Regions from separate parts of the Mus musculus genome. Here all the other regions are linked to region 2. A link is a contact called in public HiChIP or PLAC-seq and promoter capture Hi-C data. All regions are on one chromosome and are shown on one strand. The core of a region is the stretch at or near the end of the contact, and the rest is flanking DNA. Distances in the headings are between cores, read along the strand shown.

Evidence for each region. Promoter capture Hi-C pulls out the DNA fragments that hold promoters and counts their contacts. HiChIP or PLAC-seq counts read pairs in DNA pulled down with a chosen protein or histone mark.
Region 1: a contact with region 2 is called in an H3K4me3 HiChIP or PLAC-seq map of embryonic basal ganglia, with 7 times the contacts expected there. The contact joins two enhancer-like sites. A contact is called at or near these places in 11 of 39 promoter capture datasets (the 3T3-L1 cell line, 3T3-L1-derived adipocytes, cranial neural crest and 6 more), 4 of 484 Hi-C or Micro-C datasets (the G1E-ER4 cell line, the MC3T3-E1 cell line and embryonic fibroblasts), 5 of 115 datasets of contacts at active chromatin or transcription factors (craniofacial prominence, embryonic basal ganglia, embryonic forebrain and 2 more) and 1 of 9 other capture datasets (embryonic stem cells).
Region 3: a contact with region 2 is called in a promoter capture Hi-C map of second pharyngeal arch cranial neural crest. The contact joins two enhancer-like sites. A contact is called at or near these places in 5 of 39 promoter capture datasets (cranial neural crest, frontonasal cranial neural crest, maxillary cranial neural crest and 2 more), 1 of 15 datasets of contacts at CTCF or cohesin (the NIH/3T3 cell line) and 2 of 115 datasets of contacts at active chromatin or transcription factors (embryonic basal ganglia and embryonic forebrain).
Region 4: a contact with region 2 is called in a promoter capture Hi-C map of second pharyngeal arch cranial neural crest. The contact joins two enhancer-like sites. A contact is called at or near these places in 5 of 39 promoter capture datasets (the HPC-7 cell line, cranial neural crest, hippocampal neurons and 2 more), 1 of 15 datasets of contacts at CTCF or cohesin (pro-B cells), 13 of 484 Hi-C or Micro-C datasets (the C2C12 cell line, CD4 T cells, adipose-derived mesenchymal stem cells and 5 more) and 1 of 9 other capture datasets (embryonic stem cells).

Annotation. Positions count from the first base shown.
Region 1 is chr6:141,565,518-141,571,926 of GRCm38.p6, reverse strand. It overlaps Slco1c1 (solute carrier organic anion transporter family, member 1c1), which reads right to left. Exons shown (of 15, transcript NM_021471.3): 14 at 4,356-4,473; 15 at 1,750-2,621. The coding sequence ends at 2,399. Among named protein-coding and RNA genes, the nearest start is that of Slco1c1, 44 kb to the right of the region's middle. Within about 2 kb of position 3,131, at least 18 of the 459 cell types and tissues checked have an H3K27ac peak or open chromatin away from gene starts, as enhancers often do. A contact at or near this core is called in embryonic basal ganglia, where this site is marked.
Region 2 is chr6:140,728,922-140,735,854 of GRCm38.p6, reverse strand. All of the region lies in intron 4 of Gm30215 (a long non-coding RNA gene), which reads right to left. Among named protein-coding and RNA genes, the nearest start is that of Gm30215, 52 kb to the right of the region's middle. Within about 2 kb of position 4,299, at least 22 of the 459 cell types and tissues checked have an H3K27ac peak or open chromatin away from gene starts, as enhancers often do. A contact at or near this core is called in embryonic basal ganglia and second pharyngeal arch cranial neural crest, where this site is marked.
Region 3 is chr6:141,549,952-141,556,861 of GRCm38.p6, reverse strand. Slco1c1 (solute carrier organic anion transporter family, member 1c1) reads right to left here. Exons shown (of 15, transcript NM_021471.3): 10 at 1,675-1,870. Among named protein-coding and RNA genes, the nearest start is that of Slco1c1, 29 kb to the right of the region's middle. Within about 2 kb of position 4,336, at least 2 of the 459 cell types and tissues checked have an H3K27ac peak or open chromatin away from gene starts, as enhancers often do. A contact at or near this core is called in second pharyngeal arch cranial neural crest, where this site is marked.
Region 4 is chr6:141,376,481-141,383,289 of GRCm38.p6, reverse strand. All of the region lies in intron 1 of Pde3a (phosphodiesterase 3A, cGMP inhibited), which reads right to left. Among named protein-coding and RNA genes, the nearest start is that of Gm10400, 39 kb to the right of the region's middle. Within about 2 kb of position 1,554, at least 53 of the 459 cell types and tissues checked have an H3K27ac peak or open chromatin away from gene starts, as enhancers often do. A contact at or near this core is called in second pharyngeal arch cranial neural crest, where this site is marked.

The sequences.
Region 1 (6,409 bases), core at 1,882-4,381, 840 kb before region 2:
TGCCTCTTTACAGGATTCTCTGGTTTATCTGTGCATGTCTTAGAGGGATCAGACCTGTGTTTAAACCAACGGTGAAGAAAGGAAAACAGTAGTTGCAACTTGAAGATTAGAGAGTGGACTGCCAAACCCACTAACTGCAGTCAGAGGAGCACCAGTACCCAGGAAAATGGATGCCTGAACAGAAGGTTTCCAGTACAGAGAAATGGAGGGCTACCTGGTGGTATCCTTCTAACTTGTCTGCTAAGCGGCAGGTAGGCATCTATGATAGCACATCCTTAATACTATTTAATCCATTCACTTTCCAGGTGTAACAACCACGGAAGTTATTATTCATTTTCAAAAACTTTGCCCCTTCTTAGAATTGGGAACAAAACACCCATGCAAGGAGTTACAGAGACAAAGTTTGGAGCTGAGACGAAAGGATGGATCATCTAGAGACTGCCATACCTGGGGATCCATCCCATAATCAGCCTCCAAATGCTGACACCATTGCATACACCAGCAAGATTTTGCTGAAAGGACCCAGATGTAGCTGTCTCTTGTGAGGCTATGCCGGTGCCTGGCAAATACAGAAGTGGATGCTCACAGTCATCTATAGGATGGAACACGGGGCCCCCAATGGAGGAGCTAGAGAAAATATCCAAGGAGCTAAAGGGGTCTGCAACCCTATAGGTGGAACAACAATATGAACTAACCAGTACTCCCAGAGCTCGTGCCTCTAGCTGCATATGTATCAGAAGATGGCCTAGTCGGCCATCACTGGGAAGAGAGGCCCCTTGATCTTGCAAACTTTATATGCCTCAGTACAGGGGAACGCCAGGACAAGAAGTGGGAGTGGGTGGGTAGGAGAGTGGTGGGGGGAGGGTCTGGGGGACTTTGGGGATAGCATTTGAAATGTAAATGAAGAAAATACCTAATTAAAAAAATAAATTTAAAAAAACTTAACTTTTAATGAGGAAAGAGTTTATTTTACTTTATAGCTCCCAGGCCACACTCTATCACTGAGGAAATTTAAGGTGGAAACTCCAAGCAGGAACCCGGACACAGGAACATTAGAAGGCATGGAGGAGTGCTGTTTACTGCCTTGTTCCTTATGGCTTGCTTAGCCTGCCTTCTAATATAACTCAGGACTATCTGCTCAGGTGGGATGGACTTTTCCACGTCAATCATTAATCAAGACGTGCCTATAGGCCAACACTGTGGAGAAACTGCCTCAACTGAGAGTCCCTCTTCCCAAATGAGGCTATCTTGTGTCAAGTGGAGAAAGAACTAACCAGGACAAATGACATCTAGAGCCTACTCTCTCTACAGGGTCAAAGTCTCTGACTGTTTTATGCATAAAGTACATATCAGCTACATAGTACATGTATAGTGTACATAAATATCTTATACTACAGACACACAGTGCAGAAATGCATAGTACCACATAGTACAATTTGTAATATCTATGTTACTATATCTTTTCCAACATTATGTTTTTATGGATTATTTGGGAATTTCATACAATGCTTTCTGATCAAGTTGACATGCAAGTCCACTCAGGTCCCCCCATCCCCAGAAACTTAACTTTTAAATATTTTTATGACCAGGCAGTGGTGGCACATGCCTTTAATCCCAGCACTTAGGAGGCAGAGGCAGGCGGATCTCTGAGTTTAAGGCAGTCTGGTCTATAGAGTGAGTTCCAGGACACCCAGGGCTACACAGAGAAACCCTGTCTCGAAAAAGCAAAACAAAACAAATATATTTTGTGAATACAATTTATGTCTAAGTACAGAGTTACCTAATTCATGGAAATTTGGGAAGTGTTTGTTTAAAAATATTTTGATTCACTGAATTCGTAAGCAATAAAGTATGGTGACATGGTGACATGAATTGCAGTGTAACCATGGATACTTCCAAAATCACAATGAATTTATGTAAATTATAAAATTACATCTTATTATATGTAAACTAATGAACAGAAATTGTCTCAGAAGACAACCCCATCATGAATGTTTTTTTTCTGTATCAGTTCAAGGAGGAGCTAAATCTGAAAGATCTCCTTAGGAAATACTCAAAGTAGATTCTGGTCAAGTGACACAATGTACAGATGACATGTCATAATCAAACATAATAGACAGCCATCCCCAGGAACACATATCACATATCAATGGAGACAATATAGCATGAAGCAGAAATAAGAAAATAATTAAAAGGAATGTACAAGTTTAAAAGTTTTAAAATAAATTTAATTACATCCTTAGAGGTTTGTCATGTTATGCTTAGAGTCAAAAGCAAAGCAGGCATACCTTTGGAAGCAGAAAGGAATTGCACATTGAAGCCCTTTTGATTATGCTTTTATTCATTTACATGTATTGGATAAAATGACCCCATATTTGTTTGTTTCCATGATTTTTTTTTAAAGTCGTGTCTCCTTGCCTGGCCAGTACTTGGGCTGCAATCCACGATCCCTTGCAGCGCATGTCTCCTTTTTGATGCTTGAAGACATCCCTATTTTTTCTCTTGTGGTTATTAAGCTGCTGTGTTTCGAGACATATTTTTTCTTTAAAACAAAAAGTACAGCCATGCTTAGGAAGACAGACACCGTGCCCAGGAGCGTGGTTAATCCCAGGTATATGTGTCTAAAAGAGGAGAGAGTCTCGGTTATAATTATTGCAGCCACTCAACTTGAAAGCAAAGCAAAACAAAACATGAAGGTTCTAACAGTGTGAGGTTGATTGCTGAGAGACACAGACTTAATGGCCTGGTGGCTATGAATGCTGGTGACCTCCTGCCAGCAGAGGCAACTTCTTAGTTGTATTGTCATTCCTGGTTACTGCAAATGATATAATAGTTCCCACTTCCTCTTTAAAGATTCCCTGAAGTTGGATAGCCATCTTCCTGCTTGCTGAGGCAGTCCTATTTAGCCCATTGCTGTCCCAAGTAATAATTTTAAAAGAGCCTCTTTCACTTTCAAAGGTGTCAAGGTTTGACTAAGTCATGTGGTGACCCTGTCTCAAATATTTCTTCAATACACTCCAAGGAAAAGCTGTGGTAAGCAATTCAAAGAAGGGGTCAGGGTTGTTAGTGGGACAGAAAGGCCTGATAAAGAACTTAGTGTTCAGCTTCCCCTCTTACATACGGTCTCTGCATCACACAATGTCCACACTGCAGTGAGCACTTAGCCTTACCAAATGAGAGCAGAAACCAAATGTCACTCCCAGAACTGGCCCTGGCCTTGGACCAAACATCCTTCACACATAATATCAAAGCCTATTAAATCGATCTTATTTGAGATGGTCTGCCTAATTCACATGCAACTTACAGGCTCAAGACTCTCGGATTTTTTTTTTTCTTTTGGTTTTTGGAGGTTTTTTTTTTTCCCCCTCTGAAACAAAGTATTCAGCGTGTAAGTCTTTGAATAAAAGAAGTCCTGCTTTTAAGCCACTGGAGTATGGCTTTAAGCAGTGGGGAGATAAAGGTTTGATGAACGGAACTGAATGATACCGTAGTGAGAAAACCGTGCTCTCCACCTCAGACACGCTCACCCACACAGAGAAAGCTTTTTACTTTTGTGCATTTCAAGTACTGGGATAATTGAACATCAGCTTGGCAATAAGAGCCGGATGGATTGAGAGCCAAATCCAGATCTTGCCCAGGGGATTAGCGCTGACGCAAATGGTACAGTTTGGCTCAGTTTAAAAAAGAATAGAATTAAATAAACCCAGAATGTGACCTAAATTTAAATGCATCTGAGTTTCAGGAAATATTTTGCCATTTGTGTGCACACATTTTCAAACCTGTATTCTAGGATTTTTTAAAAATCATTTATTATATATGTATGCTCGTGTGTGTGTGTGTGTGTGTGTGTGTGTGTGTGTGTGTGTGTGTTATGAGCCAGGGTTGCTCACTCTGCAGCCTCAGTTTAGCCTAGAACATATTATATAGCCGAGGCTGACTTCAATTAAGCATTAACTAATTCTCTTTTAGTCCCCTGAATTCTGGGATTACAGGTGTGAGCCATTTTTTCCTGCTCATTTTCATCATTTTTAAAAAATGATTACTTGGGGCAGGGAGAAATTCAAAGTATAATGATACATATATGTGAAAGTGCCATAATAAAATACATTCATGAAACGCATTGCTAACTGTGCTAACTTTAAAAAGTCAGAACAAAATAAAATAATGATGAATTCAAAATGAAATTCAATGTCAACACTTGGCAATATTTTTTCATGTAAAATAGAATTGTTCACAGTTTTTTGGTTGATTTACCTCATAAACATGGAAAGTACACAGGGAATTTTAAGCTTCAGGATGTGGCAGAAAATGAGCTGTAGGAGCACAGAGCTACATGAGTGTGCTTGGCACTGTACCTGAAAGCGTGGGAGTCATACAGCCTGCAGGAGCCTCTGCTTCCACATTTCTTAAATCCCCATTTGAGGCATGAAGTGTCAATCAAAACACCAAAGTACACAGGGGCTGGGATTCCTGCTGTAAGAAACATAAATGATCGCTTCTAAGTTTTTGGCCATAAGAAGTGACCCAGAACCACTTACCTTGAGCTCAGGAATCACTGATTAGGTAGTGAAAACCCACAATTCTTCACTGAGACCTCTTTCTATGGCTCAGAGTTTGGTCACAAGCTCAGGACCCATGCAGTAACTGTCAGTGGTTTAGGTCTAGATGCATGTCTCCTGGAAATTCACACTCAATGTGAACACAACTTCTCCCTCACCAAGTGGCCAAGGCAATGAACCTGGATGCCACCTCTGAGCCCTTCTCATTTTAAAACCCAAGCCATAAAATCTCTTCCTTAGGTATATATCCTCCTCTCTCTGCTTCTGCTCTGATGTAAATCTGAAGGAGGGTGTGTGTACAGCTCACTGGTAGAGAATTTGTCTAGCATACATCCAAGCCCAGGGTTTAATTCCTAGACACCCCACCCTAATAAAAGCAATAGCCAAGGGTTCTTTTTTGCCAATTCCCTTAACTCTCTCTACTCTATTTACTAAGCAAATAACCACACAGATAATTGCCCAAGGTATTCCAAGACCAAACATGACATGTCTGGCCTCATCTGAAGTCATATTAATTGTCTTATGTTTCAGATACCTGCTTCCCTGAACTTTTTTCAGTGATTAACATGCTCCACCCTCTTGCCGAACGCCCCGAGTAGCTTTCTTTATCTGAAGCTGATTTCATCTTCTTGCCTCCTCCTTTTGAATGTGCACATACCCTTTGCATCTCAGTTGAAATGGTTCCCTTCAGAAAGAGCCATTCCAATGACCTAAAACTGCATTCATTCTGCTCAGCAGCCTACAACTTTCCTCCCTTCCACAAACCCTTAGTGGCCTTTGATTGTGTGTTCTCAGAAAACCAAGCTATGCAACCACAGGATAGGCACAGGATGGTTGGCTGTCTTACTCATTATACTTCGCAATAACTGATCCTTCTTAGGGACAGAAGATAAATTCTCATCATCAACTTTCAACAAAAGTCCTCTGGAAGGATTAAAATGTGTTCACAACTTCACTTCTATTTTGTACGTTGCAAACAGATGGTATTAAAATCTGGTTTGCACAGGGCTGTTTGTTTGTTTGTTTTGGTGTTTGTTTGTTTGTTTTCCTTTGAGTAGCCAAAATTTTTACAGCTAATAAAGGTGAGTTTATTTTGGCTCACAGTTCAGGGTATTTGAATCAGCCATGGTGGGGAAAGTGTGTCTATGCAGTAGGGGCATGTTTGGTAAATAGATAAAAGCAGAAAGCAGAGAAAACTCAGGCTACAAGTTGCCAAGTTGTAGACTTCAACTCCTCCACTGCAGCCCAATTAGAGATCTCTTCCTGCTAGGACCCACCTTCTAAAGGTACCCCAATTTTCTATATGTGACACCATCTTGGGATCTGACAAACAGATAGAGCACACTTCATATTTAAACCACAAAACCACAGCATATAGTAATAAGAAAATAATTTATTCTTCCTAAAGCCATCCTAATGTGTATATGACGCCATCAAGACAAACAGTCCTTTGATAACAAGTAAGAATTATTTTTTAAAATATTGCTTGCTTAAAATTCCACTGAACTTTTGGCCTGAGCGTGGTCATACATACCTTTAATCCCAGCACGTGGGAAACAAAGGCAGGCAGATTTTGTGAATTCAAGGCCAGCATGACCTACAGAGTGATTTCAGTATAGCTAAGTCTACACAGAGAAAAATTGTTTCAAGGAAGAAAATCCACTAATGTTTTATAAATAGTCAGTATATAATTGATTTAATATAGAATCATTTACAGTCATTTCAGCTTCAGGTAAAACATATACCAGAAATGGAATAATGACTTCACATCATCTCACAGGTCACTTATTAGTGAGAAATGACCTTTATTGTGGAGATGGCTATGACCCTCGATTTTACCAAGAGACCAT
Region 2 (6,933 bases), core at 3,050-5,549:
GCAAGACTTCAACTCCAGCATTTCTCCATAGGGAGGCCTCTGTTTTTAAGTTGCCAAGCATTACTCCCTCCTGACCATCCTTTCCCAAACACTAGATATTTGCCGAATGATTCACCGTCAAAATGAAGTGTGAATATCCACGTGGAATTACTTGTAGTCCCTTAAATGGCGTGTCTTGGGGCCTCTGTCTACAGTTTTGATTAATCAAAATAAATTATCCAAAAACAACTTGCCATTTGTGTGTTTATATGATTGTAATCAGTGTGTGTATTTCTCCCTCGGTAGTGTCTTCTTTGGAAAGACCAAAAAGACTCTGAGTCCATAACAACCAGGGCCACAGTGCCTTCTCAGAGAGTTATAATAAGCAACCATCGGGTCAATCCCGACGAGCCAGGAAATGGTAGCCTTTTCTCTCCCTTGCCTGAATTGACAGATCAGACACATCAAACTGGCGAGATCCAAACTTACCCCTTCCTCAAATCAGCTAGGACATAGATGCCTAAGATTGTATTGTATCAGTGACCATGGTGCTTAGTATAAAGTTGGCAATGCCCTTACAGTCAAAGCCTTGCCTTATTTCTGCCTCTGCTGCTCTCCACTGTTGATAGAGGACCTTTCGCTGTGTCTTACAGTTCTACTACCTTGAGTATTAAAATAGGTGTGACATCATCTCCATTCCAAGGATTCATAAAATGACACAGATAGCCGTGACCGGAGTCCGTCATAATCAACACACATCTACAACTCAAGGCGAACATTTTCCTTTATGTGCAGGTATGTGTGTGACTGTGTGAGTTCATGTGTACCATGTCTTTAGGCATCCATGGAGGCTAGAAGAGAGTTAGCCATCCCCTAGAACTGTAGTCCTCTAGAACAAGAAGCACTCTCAAGTACTGAGCCCCGTCTTCAGCCCATAGCATTTTATGAAGTCTGTGATTCAGACACCTCACAGTGTGTGATACGGTTCCACACCCCGCGGCAAGTGTTGTGATTCTCCCAACAGCTCTGTGGACTGGGTTAGTTTGTATTCCTGTTTCACAAAGGAGGAAGGTGATCTTTGAAGAGAGCAACCCAATAAGCTCACAACCCAGCAGAGCCACATCTGCCTCTCACTCTGGCCCCCCTTCTCAGTCATTAAAAAAAAAAAAAAAGAACATTTTCCTTATAATTTTTTGTTATTTTAATTGCTTATAAACTAGGATGGCTGTTTTGCCCTTCAGGCAGAATCTCATGAATCGGAGGCTAACCATGAGCCAATGTACGTAAGTATGTACGTGGGTGTCACTGTGTGGCCAGAGTTGACTGTGAACTCCTGATCCTCCTGGTCCTACCTCCCAAGTGCTGGGATCACCGATGGGCACCATCACACTCAAGTCCTGTTTCACAGGTGGGCATCATCACAGCCAAGTGCTGGCATCAGAGACAGGCACCATCACACCCACTTTCCAGGTGATATTTTTACTACTTCACAGCCTAGTCAGTCGATAGATTTTATCCACGTGTGGGTTCGCATACATGAGGTACGAAGATTCATCTAAGAGTACTTCACAAAGGTTACTCAGTGGTTTCCACTAAGTGATTATCTACTCCCAAGTACGTACAGTAAGCTGCTATGTCCAAGAATGTATGAGAATGGTCAAGGCAGTATTGTTGGTACTAACAGAGAGGTAGGTGTAGACTTTTTATGCAATATTCCAATGCATACAACAATAAGGACGAAGAAAGAACAGCTTCATGCAACAGGAATAAATCTCACAAATCTAACGGTCAGTCAGTGATACTGGGACACTGGGTCACCAGATCTGTGCAACGACAACCATCAGGATAATGCTCAGGAATCAGGGGGGGCTCTTCGATGTGGGCAGAAACAAGCAAAATTGTTTTTTGTTTTAAGGTTAAGCTAGGGTTTACGCTGCAGGCTGCAGTGACGACAGAAGGGCTGAGCTTCTACGTCGGGTCTGCCCCGTGTTCCAATACAGGCAGCTGCAGTTTGTGGAGCCTGGCTGAGCTAGAGACTGCAGTCTGCTCGTGTCCGCACTTTGTTTTCCTCTGATTTTCTTCACCTACTACAGCTGGAACCTGCTGGCTTGCACAACTAAGCCGTTAGCGCTTCAGGAGCCAAGCCCGCCACCGCCTCAGCCGGAGGCTCGGCACCCCCAGTGAGCGCTGCCTGTGATATCTGGGTTCGCTTGTTTACTATCCTCCTAAGCCTGTCCTGCTCTTCCCGTGCTGGTGAGAACAGATTCTAGTGGATTTCAGAAACTCATTATTCATCTCTAAATTGCAATGGGAACCATAACACAATCGCAGGAAAGCAGTTCACCATCCAAGCCTAAAACAAGGATGGACCGCACACAAATCCTTCTTTCAAACATTCACTGTGGAGTCCCTTTGATCCCAACGTCTCCCGTTTAAACTCACACTGAACTTCACTGTATAATTTTAGAGCTTTGCTAAGGATGAATTCTTACTACAAACTGGAGGATTTTATATTAACCCTCTTGCTCCTGACAGTTCGTTTTCGAGGTCAAAAACAATATTAATTCAATTTCATGTTTTATTAAATGATACAATGACATTCCAAATCCTCTCTAGTCTCAACTGTAACTCTTTCCCAGCTTTGATTAGTCTATCCCATCAGAACCATAGCAACTAGGACCGCCCCCAGAACCATAGCAACTAGGACCGCCCCCACACCTGGAGAGATATAAGTCAGCTGATAACTTTTCCAAAGGAAATAATTCCTGGTGCAAAATTAGCAATGAACACTTCCTATTGAGAGAATTTTTTGGGGGGGGGGGGGGGGTCTTGTTCGATGGTGGGGAAGGAGTGTGCCTGTGTGTGTCTGTGTGTGTCTGTGTGTGCCTGTGTGTGTGTGTGTGTGTGTGTGTGTACACGTATGTGCACATGTATGAGAACACATGTGGAAGCCAGGAGGCAATGTTGTCTTCTTCAATCAAGATCCACCTTATTTTTTAAGACAGAACCTTTCACTGAACCTAGAGGTCACCAATGTGGCTAGATTGGCTGGCCAAAAGCCCCAGGGAGCTTCCTGCCTCTGCCTCTCTCTCCAATGTGGGGGGTTATAGGCTCATATCACCACCGTGGGTTTTAAACATGGATGCTGGGAATCCAGTCTTAGCTCTTCATAATTTCACAGCTAACACTTCATCTACTGAGTCATCTCCCCAGCCCACTGTTTTTAAACTTTATAGTCAACTACATTATAGAGCATTATCACGTAATTATAATTTCTAACAAAGAATCTGGACTTGAAGTTAGAGAGCATACTTGTACGGCAAACATAAAGACCTAAGTTCAAATCCCCAGCACCCACGTAAAAAACATTGGCAATAGACACACACACACCTGTAATCCCAGCAATGGGTATAGTAGGCAGGCAGATCTCAGAAATTCACTAGCCAGCTAGCCTAGCCAGAATGGTGAACTTATGGTCACATGAGAGACTCCTCTCCATACAATAAGCAGAGAGAGAGCTATAGTCGAAAACACACTGGGTGTCTTCCTCTGGCCTTCACACAACAGCATATAGGGAGCCCACAAGGAAGTGCATATTTGCACACTTACAAGCATGCACAACACACACCATTTGGTGTAAACAAATCAGAATTCACATCTGTAATTCTTGAGGCAGAAGGGTCAAGAACTCAGTCAACCTTGACTGCGTACTGACTTTGAGTCTAGTCTAAAAATCTGGCCTAAATAGTTTCTAAATTGTGTGCTATCAGGGTAAAACCTACATGAAGACAAACACATTCAGATGTGGTGCACACCCTTAATCCCAGTGTGAGGGAGGCAGAGGCAGGAGGATCTCAGGGAGCTGAAGGCCATCCTGCTCTGCACAGCAAGTTCCAGGTCAGCCTACATAATGAGACCATGTCTTAAAAAAAAAAAAAAAAAAAAAAAAAAAGCTTAAAGAAAAATAAAAGCAAATACAGGTAAATAAATCTACTTTATCCTTTAATAAAGAGAAAAAAAAACTCTACGACTTGACAGAATAGTCAAATTCTCTTGTAATAGTTCAAAATCCTTAACCAGTGAAAATGTGCACACTTGTAAATCATCCAGTCTAATAAAAGTATGATAGAGTCGCTGGTAAATGATTTTAATATTTAGGTTTCCAAAGCTGCTTTAATGACTGACAATTGTGTGGGAGGGGAACTTTGTAAGCCTGGCTGTTCCTTTGGAAATGACTGTGACCCACAGGGCCAGGCTTCTTCCTCTGAGTGACAGTGATCTCTATGGCAACCCCCCATCTGCTTCCCACTACTTCCACAGGCTTTTCAAATTAAGCTTACATATGTCAGTGTTCCAGGATTATCTCTGTGTTTGCACAAGCCATATGGCTCATTGACAGAGCTGATTATGCCAATAACATTAGGGAAATATTTAAATGTCATGTCTGTCTGTTATGTAAGAAAAAAAATAACGTAAAATGAGAATGAAGCTGGCAGGGAAGGCACTCTTGCTATAAATATTCATTCGTGATTGATACAGTTTGGGTTTGGTTTTGTGAGACAAAGCCCCATGTAGCACAGGCTAGCCTCACACTTACTGCATAGCCAAACAATGAACTCCTGACTCTACCAGCCAAGTGCTGGAATTGCAAGCCATCGTACCCACCTAATAGTCAATCATTAAGCCAACAATCACCATCTTCTCTTTGAGCTCTAAAACACTAAGTGGCTCGAATTCTATGAATATTCTAAACAGAATATCCTTGAGTTTAACAAATAGGCAACCTGCAGAGATAGCCTGGGGTTCCCAGCAGAACTGTGCAGGAGCATCCTTGGTAGAGGAACTGTACAGCTATTGCTGAGAATTGTATCCCTTTCAAATGCAAAACTCACTGACATCGAGAGACTATAAATCAAGCAAATTTGGAAACTCTCCTCACTGCCAAAGCCTACTTGTGTTACTAGAGAGGATCTTTGGAAATTATTGGGTCCATCAGAAGTGCCCTGAACTGCTTAAGGTTAATCCTTTAACCGTGATTTATTCTTCTGCCATATCTAACAATGACCTCCAGTCATTGGGTCTGGGAGAGGAGAAGCCAACAGAGCTCTTAACCCCTAGCCACCAAAACTTTGAAAAGCAAATATATTAATGACTGCATTTCCTGTTTCGGAAACTATTCCTTTAAGGAGACTTTCTTGAAACTGTAGGGTCTAATTTTAGATGACATTGTTAAATGGGTCTTTTTATTTTTTTAAGCACATTGGTTTCCCTTGCATCTGGAGGAGGAATATGTGTGTCCCATAACCATACCAAGCTGCCCTGTTGTAATTCCCTCCACCACTCAAACTTGACCCCATGCCCCACATCTCCCGTATGTTTCCATCGACTTTGAAATTCCCAGTAGAAACATTCTCGCTTGAGAATCTGGGCTCTATCCATCTCCCTAGCAAAGAGCAGAACTCTGAGAAAACAGAATAAGGTATGTTTTCATTGGGGTTCTGTCAAAAAAAAAAAAAGCAGATAGAGGTGATGGATAAGGGAAGAAATGTTTTACAAGTTGGGCAAGGCGTTCAATAGTGGCAAGAATATTACCTAAAGCACAGACACGGAAGGCCAGAAATAAATTCATGTTTTAGTTTATTCGAGGTGACAACTGCCCTAATACAGTAATTCTTAATGGTTTGGATCTCTTTGACTATTCAGTAAAATGCTACAGGTCCTTCCTACAATATTCTCAAAGGTGTGCTATGTCACATAGAATGGCATGTGATCTGCTCGCCTTTCTTACGGCAGAAAACGCCATCCTACAGGCATGCTCTAATCTTGTTTCTTGTTGCTGTGATAAAATGCCCTCACAAAAAAGCAACTGGGGGGCGGGGAGGGGGGGGAGATGGGACTACTTGTCTTACAGTCCAGGGCATGGTCCATAATGAAGGCAAGAATTTTTCACAGCTAGCAAGGTCACGTGCAGTCAGTAGCAGAGAGAGATGACTGCACCAATACTCAATGCACAGGGTACCTTCAGTAGCTGTTATCTAATATTATGATGATTAGTGCTCAGTCATAAAATAATCTACTCCAAAGTTAGCATCCTAAACCAGTGTATAACTTCTCCTACCACTGACCAAACTCTGCCAAGAAGCAGCTGGAGGGAGGAGGGGTTTATTGTAGTTCTGTTTGTGGTTCACCCTGGTAGAGAAGGCATGGAAGCAAGGGCTTCCACAGCAGTTAGGGGGTTGCTTCTGAGAACCCCCCCTCCTTCACCTCATTCGTGGTGGAACAGGACTAGAGAACACACAGGAAGCAGAGCCTGGCCATCAAAGCTCAGAGCCTATCATCCTGTTACCCCTGTGGCTTACTTCTGGCAAGGTTCCAACTCCTAAAAGTTCCCCAGCCGTAGAACAGTGCCACCTGCTGGGCAGTAAGTGTTCAAGCATGCAACCCTATGGGTAACATTTCACATTCAACAGCCAATACACTTTATGAACTAGGAATTGCTTTTAGCGTTGGCGTCCACGAATTGAGCAACCTTAGCTTTATCTGTACACTTGAGTTTTGTAACATGATTGTTTTTATTTTTATTGATGTGTATGTATGTTTGTATGTACATTATGTGTGTGCAGGTGTCCACAGAGGCCAGAAGAGTATGTGGTATATCCCAGATATGAAGTTACAAGTCGTTATGAGCTGCTTAACATGGGTGCTAGGAACCAAACTGGGTCCTCTGTAGCAGCAACAGATGCTCTGAACCACTGAGCTATCTCTCCAGTACCTTATAAGAACTTAACAATGTCTCACTTCAGAAAGAAAGAAATCACGTTGGGCACAGAATATGATTTTGTTGAGTTGTCCTGGACAAGGGTCCAAAGCCTGAACTTAACGCAGCTTTCTAACCAATTAAGTAATTACTCTTATATGCAATTAAAATGCTCTTTGACTCTCTGTGGAATGTGC
Region 3 (6,910 bases), core at 3,087-5,586, 820 kb before region 2:
ACCACTATGTGGAGGTCTTTGGGAAAGCTGTGGAAGCTTTGGGAGGTGGGGTCTGTAGGTCACTGGGTCAGAAGGCCTGGAGGGTGTAGCACAGGCTTCCTTCCTGACCCACCACAGCCTCCTATCTGTTGATTTGTGAGAAAGCAATTCCCATGCACCCATAAAGACATGGGATCACCTACTGCTATGCTGTCCCCACCATGATATACTGTATATGCCCCCATAAAACTGCAAGCCCAAATAAACACCTCCCTTTTTAAGTGGCTTTCATCAGGTACTTGGTCACAAGGCAGCCAACCATTGGCCTGAGCTTGGGTACCCCAGATGGAGGAGTTAGAGAGGGAGTGAAGGAGCTTCAGGGGTTTGCAGTCCCATGGAGGGAGTAACAGTGTCAACAGGCTAGACTCCCCGGGAGTTGCCAGGGAATGGACCACCAATGAAAGAATACACATGGAAGGACCCATGATGCTGACCACATATGTGGCAAAAGATGGCCTTGTTGGACATCAGTGAGAGGAGAGGCCCTCGGGCCTGAGGGTGTTCAATGCTCCAGTATAGGGGAATACCAGGGCTGGAGGATGGGGGTGGGGTGGGGGGCATCCTTATAGAGGCAGGGGGAGAAGGGGTGGGATAAGGGGGTTCTGAAGGGGAGACCTGGAAAGGGAAAAACATTCGAAATGTAAATAAAGAAAATATCCAAGAAAAAAATAGAAAAAAAAAAAAAAAAGAAAGAAAACCTAAACAAAAACAAGAAAGCAATGAATACAAGAGATGTGCAGAGTCTGCATTTCTGCCTCTGCAGGTCTTAAAGCTGTCCGGAAATTTAATCTCTGGCACATGCTAGAGGTTCAGTAAGATCTATAGATGAGCAGTGTAGAAATAGCTAGAAGGATGCCGCTGCTCCATCTGGTGGAGTGACAGGAAGAACTCGTAAATGGAATGGTGAAATGTGTCCTCCAAGATCCAGGTTTGCGTTAAGAAAGAAACAAGAAATGGTATAATCAAATCACTGACCACATATATGGTAGCATAGGAATGAGGCCAACAACAGGAAATGTAAATTATTCATGTTCTCTGGACTCAGGACACGATGAACAGCTAAAGACAGCTGCAAGGAGACAGCCTTTCCCCCTGACTCTTGCAGTGATTCTAACACAGCAGAGGGAGAATGTTCTAGACACCAATCCAGTTAATTAGGAGTCCAGAGGAGAGAAGGGGAAAACTTCTTCCAGCTATTTTAGACAAATACTAACCACTTTCTTTGTATGACATTATTTAGGTCCTCTATAATCTTAATAGATAACTAATGCTTTTTTAAATTAAGAAAGTTATAGCCAGATTGGTTCAACCGATTAACCATTACTTTACTAAGAACTCAAGGCTGGTATTTCCATAATTACACTGTTTCTCTTGTCAGATTAATTTTCTAATGTAAGATATAGATTCAGCAATTTTTATATTTCTATAAGACAATCAAATTCAAATTTGTAATAAGCAACAAATTTGAGTGACAATAACAGATTCTGAGTCTTAAGTTCTGTCAGCTATTCAATTAAAAAAATCTCTTCATATAAATATGAGACTTAAAACATTAACATCATCTTATTGGAAAACTCTATTGACAATTGAATTAAACCATTCTGTCTCCTCAAATAATGCCATGAAGGTACATACCCTTGGTAGGAGACAGTCAGTCCGGCCACACTAGAATTTTCACATCCCAGTGCAAACAGAGAGAGGAAGAGGAGGTAGCCAAAGACAGATGATCCCAAGTAGAGTTTTGTAGCTTCACAAATACCCAGCCTGAATTTTTTCATAACTATTCCCCCAGAGAATATTCCAAGGGCCACTGCAGGAATGTTGATGAGCCCTGCAGAATAAGAAAAACAACATGAGATCTCTGAGCATCACACATGTGGCCATAGTGATTGCTGAAACACATCAATGGTTCTGGCGTATTGAACTGTGTTGCTCTTTTAATCTATGAAAATATTCAGTCGCTATTTTTGGTCCACATTTACCAAGGGTCTGTGAAGAGCATCAAGGTCATGGGTTGACCATAGCACAAGTCTAGTCTCACGTTCTCCATGACACAATGAGCAACACAAGGACAACTCTACCAAGGCCGAGTGAGTCACTGGATGATGAAGGTGCCACTCAATCACATGGCAGCTGGGTGGAGATTAATGTTCTTCAATGCTGCCCATAGAATGATACTCATGGGGAATGAAGGAAATGAGTCTGTTTGTTTGTTTCATGTTTTACTTTTCATTTTCTGGCTCAAACAAAATCTGACTTTGTTGACCCAGCTCCTCAGTCTCTTGCTTGGCTGGTCTCCTTACAGCTACAATGGTGCATGTTACTGTTTGCACATCATGTTCTAGGTGCTCAGTGAAGCATTTGATATGCTACTTATCACATTGAGCCTTCATCACAATCTTAAGGGTAGGCATATCATTGTCCTCTATTTAGAGAGCAATGTCCTTGTGATTTTGGTTAGTGATGAGTAAGCCTTAATTCAAATGTAGGGAAGCTCATGTCAAGTCCCCTGCCTTCCACCACTAGGTTCTATTAGTTACATCTTTTTAAGGTAATTAAGGGTTGGAATCTGAGACACAGAGTTAGGCAACCTTACTAGTCATCAAGTAAACATGATTTAAAAAATGGAGAGGATATAGCTGTCTCATGTGAGACTATGCCGGGACCTAGCAAACACAGAAGTGGATGCTCACAGTCAGCTATTGGATGGATCACAGGGCTCCCAATGGAGGAGCTAGAGAAAGTACCCAAGGAGCTAAAGGGATCTGCAACTCTATAGGTGGAACAACATTATGAACTAACCAGTACCCCGGAGCTCTGGACTCTAGCTGCATTTGTATCAAAAGATGGCCTAGTCAGCCATCACTGGAAAGAGAGGCCCATTGGACACACAAACTTTATATGCCCAGTACAGGGGAATGCCAGGGCCAAAAAAAAATGGGAATGGGTGGGTAGGGAAGTGGGGAGGAGGGTATGGGGGACTTTTGGGATAGCATTGGAAATGTAATTGAGGAAAATACGTAATAAAAAATATTTTTAAAAATGCAGAGGAAATAGTCGCACCAGGTGATAAAAAGTACACACTCTGAGACACAGGTGACTGGATTTAGGTAACATCACTTCAGCCACTTAACAGCTGTACAACTGCAAGGAATTTTCTAAATGCCCCCAAACCTGCTTAATTTCTTATAATAACCGCCCACGTCTGCCTGAGTATTCCTTATTTAAATACTTACAACTATTGTTGTTTTGAATTTTGAAAAATTTTAGAGAATACATACATAACATATGGTCCCAGAGATGTGACCCATGTCTTGACAAAAATTTAATTTTATGGATCATATACATAAAATAATAACAGAGTCTGCAGGTAATTTTATACAATGTCTTCAGTGTGTCTTTATTCTAAATGAGTGCAATCACTCAAGGCCAGGTGTGGACTTTCCCACTTGTGGTCTCATATTGTCATTTTCCAATATTTTTGATTTGAGATGTTGTGCCTGAAATGGTGTTGAGGTGGTGGAATGATGCTATTCATGATTGACTCTTAGCACAAAATCTAACACAAAAGCATTCAATTCATTTCTATTGAATTGGCAAAGATGAAAATAATGTAGGGTGTGTGTATCCTCTGTATGAGAGAAAGACCAGGCCTGGGATAAAAGCTTGAGATCCAACCATGCAGGAGGCAGATTCAGGGAGGTTATGAGGCCTGAGGAGGCTGTAAAGACATTGAAGGACAATCTGAGCAGTTTAGTGAAATGCTGGAGGTATCGGAGCTGCTGCTCACTGGTAGAATTCTTGGTGGGCATGTGCAAGTGCCTGTATTCAACTCCTACACATCATAAAAACAAATACAAGTGAAGGAAGATATCATTCCTACTCTATACTTTCTTTCATTTTATAATTTATATACTTGATCTTTTAAGTAATCTGCATAGAATTAAAGGAGGCATCTTTCTTCCCTACTCTTATTTCACCTTCTGTTTGTAAAATGTATCCACCAGCTATCAATAGACAAGGGCACTGAGTCTATCTTTTTTTATTTGACTATAGGTTGTAAGTCTTAATATTAAAGCTGACATATTAGGAACCAGCCTAATCTGGCTAAGGACATAGACTCAGACTATGATAGATACTGGCTCACATTCACAGGGCATGACCTCAAATTTAACAAAATGGAATAGAGGAGGCACTACTTTTGTTCTCCAGCTAAGCAGGGATGTGTGGGGTGTAACAAGTGAAAGAGAGAAGCATCCTGGGGTTTTGAAGGGAGAACCATCAGCTCAAAGACACATGGTTGCCATTTTATAAGCAAAGACACATGGTTGCCATTTTATAAACAAAGAACAGATGCTAGGAAGAATGTAACAGATCTGGCTACTTGTAACCCAAATTCATTCATGAACAGGATCTAATTTTTAAAAAATTCTAAGTGTGGAGATAAAGTGCGCTCTCTCTCTCTCTCTCTCTCTCTCTCTCTCTCTCTCTCTCTCTCTCTCTCCCTCTCTCTCTCTCTCTCTCTCTCTCTCTCTCTCTCCTCTCTCTCTCCACTAGGTGCAGGCTGTGAGAGTTTAAAGCTTTATTTCAGTTCCACTTCTCTCTATGTTTTGTGCTTACACTTGAAGCTCTCAGCTCCCTGCTCCTGTCACCTCCATACCTGCCACTTGATCTCATGGCTCTGCTCAGCCATTATAGACTCATTCCTCTGGGATGGTAAATCAAACTAAGCTCTCTCTTCGCTAAGTTACCTATGATCATGCTGTTTTATAATAATAACAGGAAAAATATGCAATACAGCCCCCATTTTTATTCACGCACATACAGTAAATACATAAAACATTGTGCATTGAGAGTGTTAAGAACTTCCCAGTTATCAGTTCTCTGGTCATGACAAGATTCTGCACTCATGAACTCAAAGCTGCCACCCCTGCCTACATAAGAGAATAGCCAAAATGCCAGTATCAAAGACTCAGGAGACCCACCTCTAATAGAGGAGCTATTGACTATTGATGGCTTCTAGGCAAGAGACAGTCAGTCGCCTTTAAGAGTGTGGCTGCTTGTTGGTCAACCATGTTTCAGTGTATGGTCCCTTACCCATGATCATATGGGCAGCACATATTGGACCCAGTAGGGGTATATATAAATACACACATACACACTACCCATCTATATCCATATATGATGATCATATATATCATTCTATATCTTTTTATATCACATATATATGATATCTATATATATGATATATATAGGGGGAGGGAGTAGGGATGGAAAGTACGTCTAGGGTAAGTTACAGGCAAGAGTGCAGGTGTCTATGATTGAAACATACAAACATACTATATGCATATATTAAAGAACAGTGCAGGCCTCTGTGAACACCATAGCCAGCAAAGCAGCAACTGGGGAAGGAAGGAGGTCATTCAGTTCAACAACTCAGTGACTGATGTTCATTCACATTGATAGGTCTGATCCCAAGTAGTTCATTTTAGGCATATGTAAGCACAGCACAGTTTGGTGAAATTTTTTTTCTAGTGATAATTAATTCAATCCCATATGCACAACAAAGCTTAAGCTGTAACTACATCAAAAATCTTTGTAAGGTATACGTGACATCGTCCATAACAATGTGTTCTATAGATTAACTGAGGAAATTAAGTGCATGGTAAGAACGCAGCGAGGATCTGGTGAAGTCTCAGCCACACAGATATCACAAAGGTCTCCAGGATACTAACCACTTCCTAGCCTTCTGGGCAGAAAACAAGTTTTACTTTTCCCTTTGAGAAGACAACCCTGTGTGTTTAGTATTTCCAGCACCTCTTCTGCTTATATGTGTGCACAAGAACCTCTGTGCCTCCCACAAATTTTTATTTGTTTTGAAAATATCCCAGGGATCGTCCTTTGGTCTCATACCTGCTGCAACTACAGATGCCTCTACCCACTGAGCCATTTCTTCAGCTCTAGTTTTCTATTATGAAAATCTCCCTCTAAGTAATGTTCTTAATTGTCCTTTATTAAAAACAGATTTCCATTGGAAATTAAAAAAAAAAAACATCATTCATGACTCCAGTATGGAAGAGATCAAGTGCCCGAATGCAGTGTTATATGGGATTGAATAATGAAGAACACCCAGGTCTTCAAAGACATGAGCCTTCATGCAAATTCATGGGAAGAGATTCAGGCTCTTTGCTTTATTCTGATTGAACCTTGTCTTTCATATTATATAAAAACTTGATTACAAATGGATTGTTCCAATAACTGAAAACTGAAAGAATTAAATTTTATCATTAGAAATATTAGAAAAACATTTCAGTGATTTGGGGGCTTAATATAGTTTTCCAAACGGAATCAAAATGACACAAGAAAGAAAAAGACTGAAAAATTGGCTTGCTTAAAAACATGATCATAAGCGTTATCAAAATCAAAAGGCTTTGTTGACAAATCAATGGGGAGGAGCTGGGGTTGTAGAGGGAAGGAAAACTGCATTCAGTTATCTTGTACGAGAAAATCATCTGGGTTTAATAAAAAGGAAAAGTTAAAAGACAAGGTGAAGTGTATGAGAAATGATTGCAATATTCATTGAAGAACTCGTGTCAAAAAAAATTGCAGTATCCAGAAATTACCAATGAGAGACTGATAAGCAAAATAAATACATAATGTGGGAAGATGACTTGTACAGAGTTAGCAGAGGAGACAATTGAAGGGACCAGTGAACCTGTGCAGGCAGATACAGCATAAATGGTCACAGCTGAATGACACGCCACTACTGTGAAAAGTCACAATGACAAAGGTTGACAGCATCAAGGTCTGGCAAAAAAAAAATGTTGTGGGGAGACTAGCAGGCACTAGCACTTCCAGCGGCTGTTCAAAT
Region 4 (6,809 bases), core at 305-2,804, 650 kb before region 2:
CATATGTCCTTACCTCCATATAAACAATCGTGTATACACATAACAAAAATAAAAAAAATCAGTAGTTTATACATAGTGTATTGTACATGAATAGTATGTTCTTTGTGGGGAGCTAAAAGGTCTTGAATGAATGTGTATTACTAACAAGAACATGGCCATGATAAGGACACCAATGTCTCTGACCCATGGAAATGGACAGGCCTTCCCTGAGTCAGGCTCAGAATGACAATGCCTACCCCCCTCAGAGTACAGATGCTGACAAATAATTAACCTTTCACTAAAGGCAGTGTGTGCAGTATCAACTGCAGCTTCCTCATCCAGGATGTTGACTACAACCTGAGACCACATCTCTTCAGAGACGTCTCACCCCACCTCCTCCCTGATGCTGTAGCTGATACATGCACTGAGTTTCCTGACTGCTGCTGCTGTGTCTCCATCACAGTCCATAGCTCACACCATCCCTTCTGCTCTGTATGGGTGCCTGTCATTTCTTCACTCCTGTTCACCCCAGCCAGATCAATTCCAAAGCTGTGGAGTTCACAGCAGTTCCTTCTATAAAAGCACACCTCGGGTTCCACTCGGTTTGTTCTATCATAGTGTTCACAAATGTGTTGTTAGCATCAGTTTGTGGGATGTTAAAATCCCAGCTCCGGTTGCACTACCATAAAAATGAGTTTAGGGAGGTCAGATATCTTTTCCTTCCTCTGTGGCCTCAGTTGTAAATTGGCTTGTATCTATCAATGTACCTTAACGAGCAATGTCTCATTATTAAATTACTACAGATACAGCAGGACCCAGAAAGATAACGGACATATCGGCATCTCAAACACTAAAACATCAATCACAAAAGAAGGAGTCGTTTAAATGGAAACAGAGAATCCCTATAGCAGTAAATGGGATTCTAATTCACTAATCCTGGTTGGCTTCTAGATCTTCTGTGTGGTTGACTATGACTCTGATCCAAGGAGTCACTACTGATCCAGGGCCAACAACCCAAATGCCACTATAAGTGTGCACCATAGTGCACTATTCACCACCATTATCCGTGCCATTCAAACCACAGAACGCTCCCATATCCTCCATGAAGCCAGATGCTGGGTTTCAAAGGTAGGAATGGAGTGGAAGCAGAGGTGCTCTGAAGTGTGGGGGAATAGCTCAGGTATGTCCTATTTTTCAAGTCCTGCTCTAGAGCATGGGTCTGTCCTCACAGACACCCTCCCTTCCCATCAGACGCCAGAACACCACCAGCTGGCCGGGTAGAATCTGAAAAATATTGTGACTGTAGACTTTTTTCACTTTAAAGTTACACACACAAACACAAAATGTCTGCTTCTACATTTTAGTCAGCCATCTCCCATATGAAGTGATGGGCTTAAACAGTAAAATAATGATATAATGGGAGGAAAGGAGTCTTGCCCCTGGCATCGGGTATTATAAACAGCAAGGAGTGCCAGCGTAAACCTTTCTGCAAGAGACTATGTTCTTTGTCAAGCCATGTCTTCTTTTTAAAATATGCTTGCTGCCATATGTCAGTGCTGGGCCAGCTGCAGTGCTAAGAGGAGCCTTGACTCGAGTTGTATAATGTTTTACAGGTTTGCCTCGGGGGTCACTCTCTGCGAGGCCTTTACGTCACAGTGAGAACTCTGACAAACAGAGAACAGAAAGATGCCAAGAAAGGCAGAGTTGGAGAGGGGAGGACTGACGGGGATGGAAAGGAATACTGCACAGTGCTCACAGCCTCTATTTATCTGGCCCCCGCCTAATGCCAGAAGCAATGTTTTCATTACTAAGAGAAGGAAAGAGAGGGCAGGGACAAGCATGAGGTTATGTAAACATTATCAGCAAATATAAGATTAGAAACACTCAGCTAACCCTCCTGGCTATCTAATCAGAAAGGGTAAAACAGTAAAACATGCATCTTTGCAAACGTTTGGTATTTAATTATGCACCCGCCATCGTATCCATCCTGGTAAAAACACAAAGAAAATGTTTCCTAGTTAGATTAATATGTGAGTACATCTCGAGAGCTCTGCGGCTGGCTTCGCGGAGAGCCTCAGAGGCAGCAGTGCCGAATCTCGTCCTATTAATACAAACTCAAGCTGACATAAAATACGAGTCAGTAAAGCTGAGCATGAAATCACTTGAAGAACAGTGCTACAGTAAATGGCATTAAATGTTTTCAAAAGCAGAGTGGACGATAGCGTTTCCTGAGCCGCCTCTACTCCCACAAGAACCACATGCCTCATTATAAACCTATTAAGTGGGTTTTAGATCATCTGCAGAGCCTTAGGCTGTTCTTCCAGATGCTTAGAGGTCCAGAAGGCTCGGTACACAGGCCGTTATTCAATTCCCTCTGTTGTCTTGCTTTCATCACAACAAACTCATTTGATATGAATGCCAATTTTCCAGTGACTTTTAAGTTCCTGGTTACAGTATGGAAACTTATGCACAGATGAACTTTCAGAAAATTTCAATGTAGGCAAGACAGGAGGGGAAAAGGATGGTGATTCCTAGTGGGAGAGAGGGATTTGGGCAGAGACGGTAGGGAACAGCAACTAAGATCAAAACACCTTGTATACATGTAGGAACCTTTTCAATAAATAAATGTAATTTGTAAAAAGAAAAATACAAAGCCATCTCAATAAGAAAGAAAGAATACTGGCTGGTCAAAGAAAGCCTCAAAGCCTCTAGATGAGACCCAACAGAGTTGCTCACAGAGACCTTGCAGCCAGAGGAAGATGGGAGAGGCCCAGGACATAAGAGGTGAAGATTCCTGCTACGGGCATAAGCCAAAGTATAAGAAGCTCGAAACTGCACATGTTGACTACATTGCAATGTCTCCATCCTTACAGAAATGCCAAGGAATTATTTTTGTACCAGTTGAGAGGAGAAAGGAAAGTTAGCTATGATTGTTTCACGTTTTTATTAGTAATTATCTTTGTTCTAAATTGATGCCAGCATCCAAGGTTTCTTCTACCACGAACAGAGACCCTGAGTCTGTTTCAGTGCTTTTTCATCTTCAGAGACAGAAGGGTTGCTCTTCTACAGTTGACTGCACCAACAAACAAAGCTATGCTTCTTTACTCTTGTTTTATATTCTCCTGGTCTTGCCAAATCTTCTCTCCCTCCCCTGCAACCGAGAGACTCCTAGCATACTCCTCGCAGCACATGTGAGAACACCCAGCCAAGAATCTAATAACACCTTCCAAGAAAAGCATAGAAATATTTTGTAAAGTGGGTAATTTTTTCCCTGAAATAGTCGAACCATAGAGGCAACTCTCAGCCTTCTGTGTGTTAGGGTGGTATGCATACACTAGCTTGCAAGGCAGTGAAGTTTATCATGTCTATACTACCCTGTCCTCTAGTGTGCAACTGGAGTGGCCTGGGCCTGTGATGCTATTGGGAGAAGGTTTAATCTCATCCAAAGGTGGGTCTACCAGGAGCACCGGCTGGGGCTTCAGGAATGTGCTAATGAAGAACACATCAGTGTTCCAGTTCCTTTTGGTCTCTTTGCTTCCTGTCCACTATGCAGTGAACAGGACTTTTCCACCACAATCTCCTACCATGATGCTCTGTGAAATCCCAGGGCATAGGAAGAGAGCAAGCAGCCATGGACTACAACCCTGAGGCCCATGACCCAAAGAACACTTCTCTTTTGTTGATCGTCTCGTGTTTTGCAGCAAGAGGAAGCTGTATAATGCAAGATTTTCACTCAGTCTACATGCAGAGAACACTAATGTTACACAGAATAAGAGCCAAAACCCGTAAGTGGCAAGTCATACAGACAGGAACTCATGCTGCTATGGAATGACAATTCTGACATTATGGGGTCCCTGTTTAAGGCACAATTTCTATTCTTCCTCAACAGGACATTTTTGAAAAGATAGTATTAGAGGTACATGTCAAGGAAATGAAAGATGACATTAAAAAAAAAAGGCTCAAGAGAGCTTGGAATCTCTCCCCTGGCTTTTATAAAGAAATGACACCAGGATCATTCTAGAAGTCAACATGGCAGTCCCTCAAATTATGCTTTTTCAGAAACCTTAGAGACTCTCCAACAAGGGGCTGGAGCAATAGCTCCATGATTGAGAGTTCTCATACAGAGGATCCAAGTTTGGATTCCAGTACCCACATCAAGTAGCTTACAACCAATAGTAACTCCAGCTCCTGAGAATCTGATATCCTCTTCTGGCCTCTGCAGGTACCTATACTCACATGTATATACCCACATACATAGATATAAATAAATTAATACATATTATTAAAATATCTCTTAAATTAAAAATAGTGATAAAAATACAAATAATAAATAACATGCCTTCACATTATCCCAATTATGCTATATGAGTGACTACATTCAATCTTCTCAACATGTATATTACTATGCCTATTATACAGATGAGAAGACAGAGGTATAAAGGGGCTAGTTACTTGCCCAGAGCTCCAAAGCAGTGCTAAAGCCTCATCCTTTGGCCACAAGAAGGCACTACTTGGTGACTAACACAGAGGAGGAGGTAAGTTAGATTGGAGACACAGGTGAGACTTCCAAGAGCGTCAAAGATTTACTCTAGGATAAACAATTACAATAAATGTTCAATTTTAGTTATGTATATGTCTATAGAGTTACAATCTTTATTTAGAGTCAAAATAATGTAGTCATTAAAATATACTTTACCATGTATTTTTAATAGGCCAAAATAGGATATAATTAATAATGTAACATTTTTCTTTATACCCTTTAGTGTTCATTTATATCTTAATTATTGCACAATTTAAAGTTTTAAAGAACATAGTTACAATACAAGCTTTAGCAGCTTAACTGACGTTAGATATATCCAATCTGCAGATTAGATGATAAACATCATCCTTTCCAGCGAGCACACACTATGAATCTCACACTCTGCTTAACATGTTTAACATATTGTCACATGGTAAAGACACTTGAAGATTCTCTCCTCTGTCTTAGGAAACAAACGTGAACAAATAGTGACCACTCTAGTCTGTTCTGTCCTTATTTATAAACATCTGCACAGATGACCCTTAACATAACTTATAGCCCAGCATTCTTGACCTTGAAAGAGTTCATTCAAGCCCTACCTGCTAAGGACCCCCATCACTAATATCTAAATACTTTGAGGAGTAGAAAACTTTGTTAAATCAGAATATGTCTCCCACTAGGATCTCTCATGTTCTATCTATGGACCTGTACAGGGATAAGGTTCTGCATATGAACTTGACAGTGTTGGTCACGAGTATAAGACCGTACACCCTAGGAAATACTCATACGATTTTGAGTAGGTCAAATACATTCTCCTTCCTTTACAAATATGTTTAAATGCATGAAGCCACCTTAACTCCATAAACATATACATGAAATATTTACCTCATCATACAATATACCATATGTTTTCCTAAAGAAGCACATGGAATTCAAATATACTTAAATAATATGCTAAATTGTTTTGCAAGAAGTTTCCAAGAGAAGACCATCCAATTTTCCTACTATTATTCAAAATTTTTATTTAATATTTAATTTTGTATGTATGAATGCTTTTGTTTGCCTGCCTACCTGTATGTACATTGTATATATGCCTGGTGCCTGAGAAAGCCAGAAGAATATAACCTGTGGAACTAGAGTTATTGATGGTCATTAGCTGACATGTGGGTGATGGGAACCAAGTGGAGATCCTCTACAAGAGCAGCTAGTGCTCTGACCACTGAGCCATCTCTCCAGATCCTTAGAGTTATTTTTAAAACTTCCGGTGATACACTACTATCCACACAAGCATTGTTCTGTAGGGAAATTTCCAAAAGTAACATTCTTCTTTGTGAACTATGAATCTCATTATCATTTTTGGTCCACAGCTCGGGGTATTTCAAAGATCCCATCAGAAGATACCTAGGACACCAAAGACAAATGTTTCAATTCAACATAAGAAAAATCTCCTAGATATTGATGGAGCTATGTAAGTCAACAGTGGTGGTTATCCAGCAACATTATCACCAAAATGACACAAAAGAGTCTTAATTTCTCTTTTAGTTCTGTGACCCCCTTCACCCCACAAACAACAACAACAAATCTTTTAGTGGAGTGTGTGAGAGTAAGAAAGCAAATCTGGAAAGAGGACTAAAGCTGAGGCAGAGAGAAAGGAAAGGGTGGGCTTTCCCGCTGGGCAGAGAGTTGCACAATGCATTCACAATCCCCGAGTCTCACAGTGAACTTGTGGCAGACAACTGGGGGAGCCAGGAGTTTGGGTAGGATGGGAAGACAGATAATCTGAGGCAAGAAGTTCTGTCAGTGTCAAGAGGGACTTTGTGGCGTGGGAGGACACAGAGAGAAAGTACAAGCTTGTCAGAACGATGACCACTCTAACAAACTACTACTAACCTCAATGTCACAAAAAAAGAAAAGATGACATTCTTGCCAGAGTTTTCCCCATGTTTTGCTTCTCCATGTTGGGATTTCACCGTGGGTTGCTCTTTGTCACTGTGCTAGCTCTTCACTGTTCTTTGCTATTGGCATTCATTCTTTGGAATGTTACTCCTACTCACTTGTAGAAATTAATAGATGGCTCCGTGTACAATTTCCAGCCGCTGTCTTGCTATGTTCTGCAGACTCCATACATAGCTAGTTGTTCTCTTGTTCCCCTCCTTCTCTGTTCCTCTCCCCAACCCTCTCATGTGTGTGTGGTTGTTGTTGTTGTTGATGGTGATGATGTTATTGTTGCATGCAAACCAAGACTTCACTAATGCTAGGGAATCACTTCAGCCTGACCAGAGTCCAGTGAATTACTACAGCTGCTTGAAGG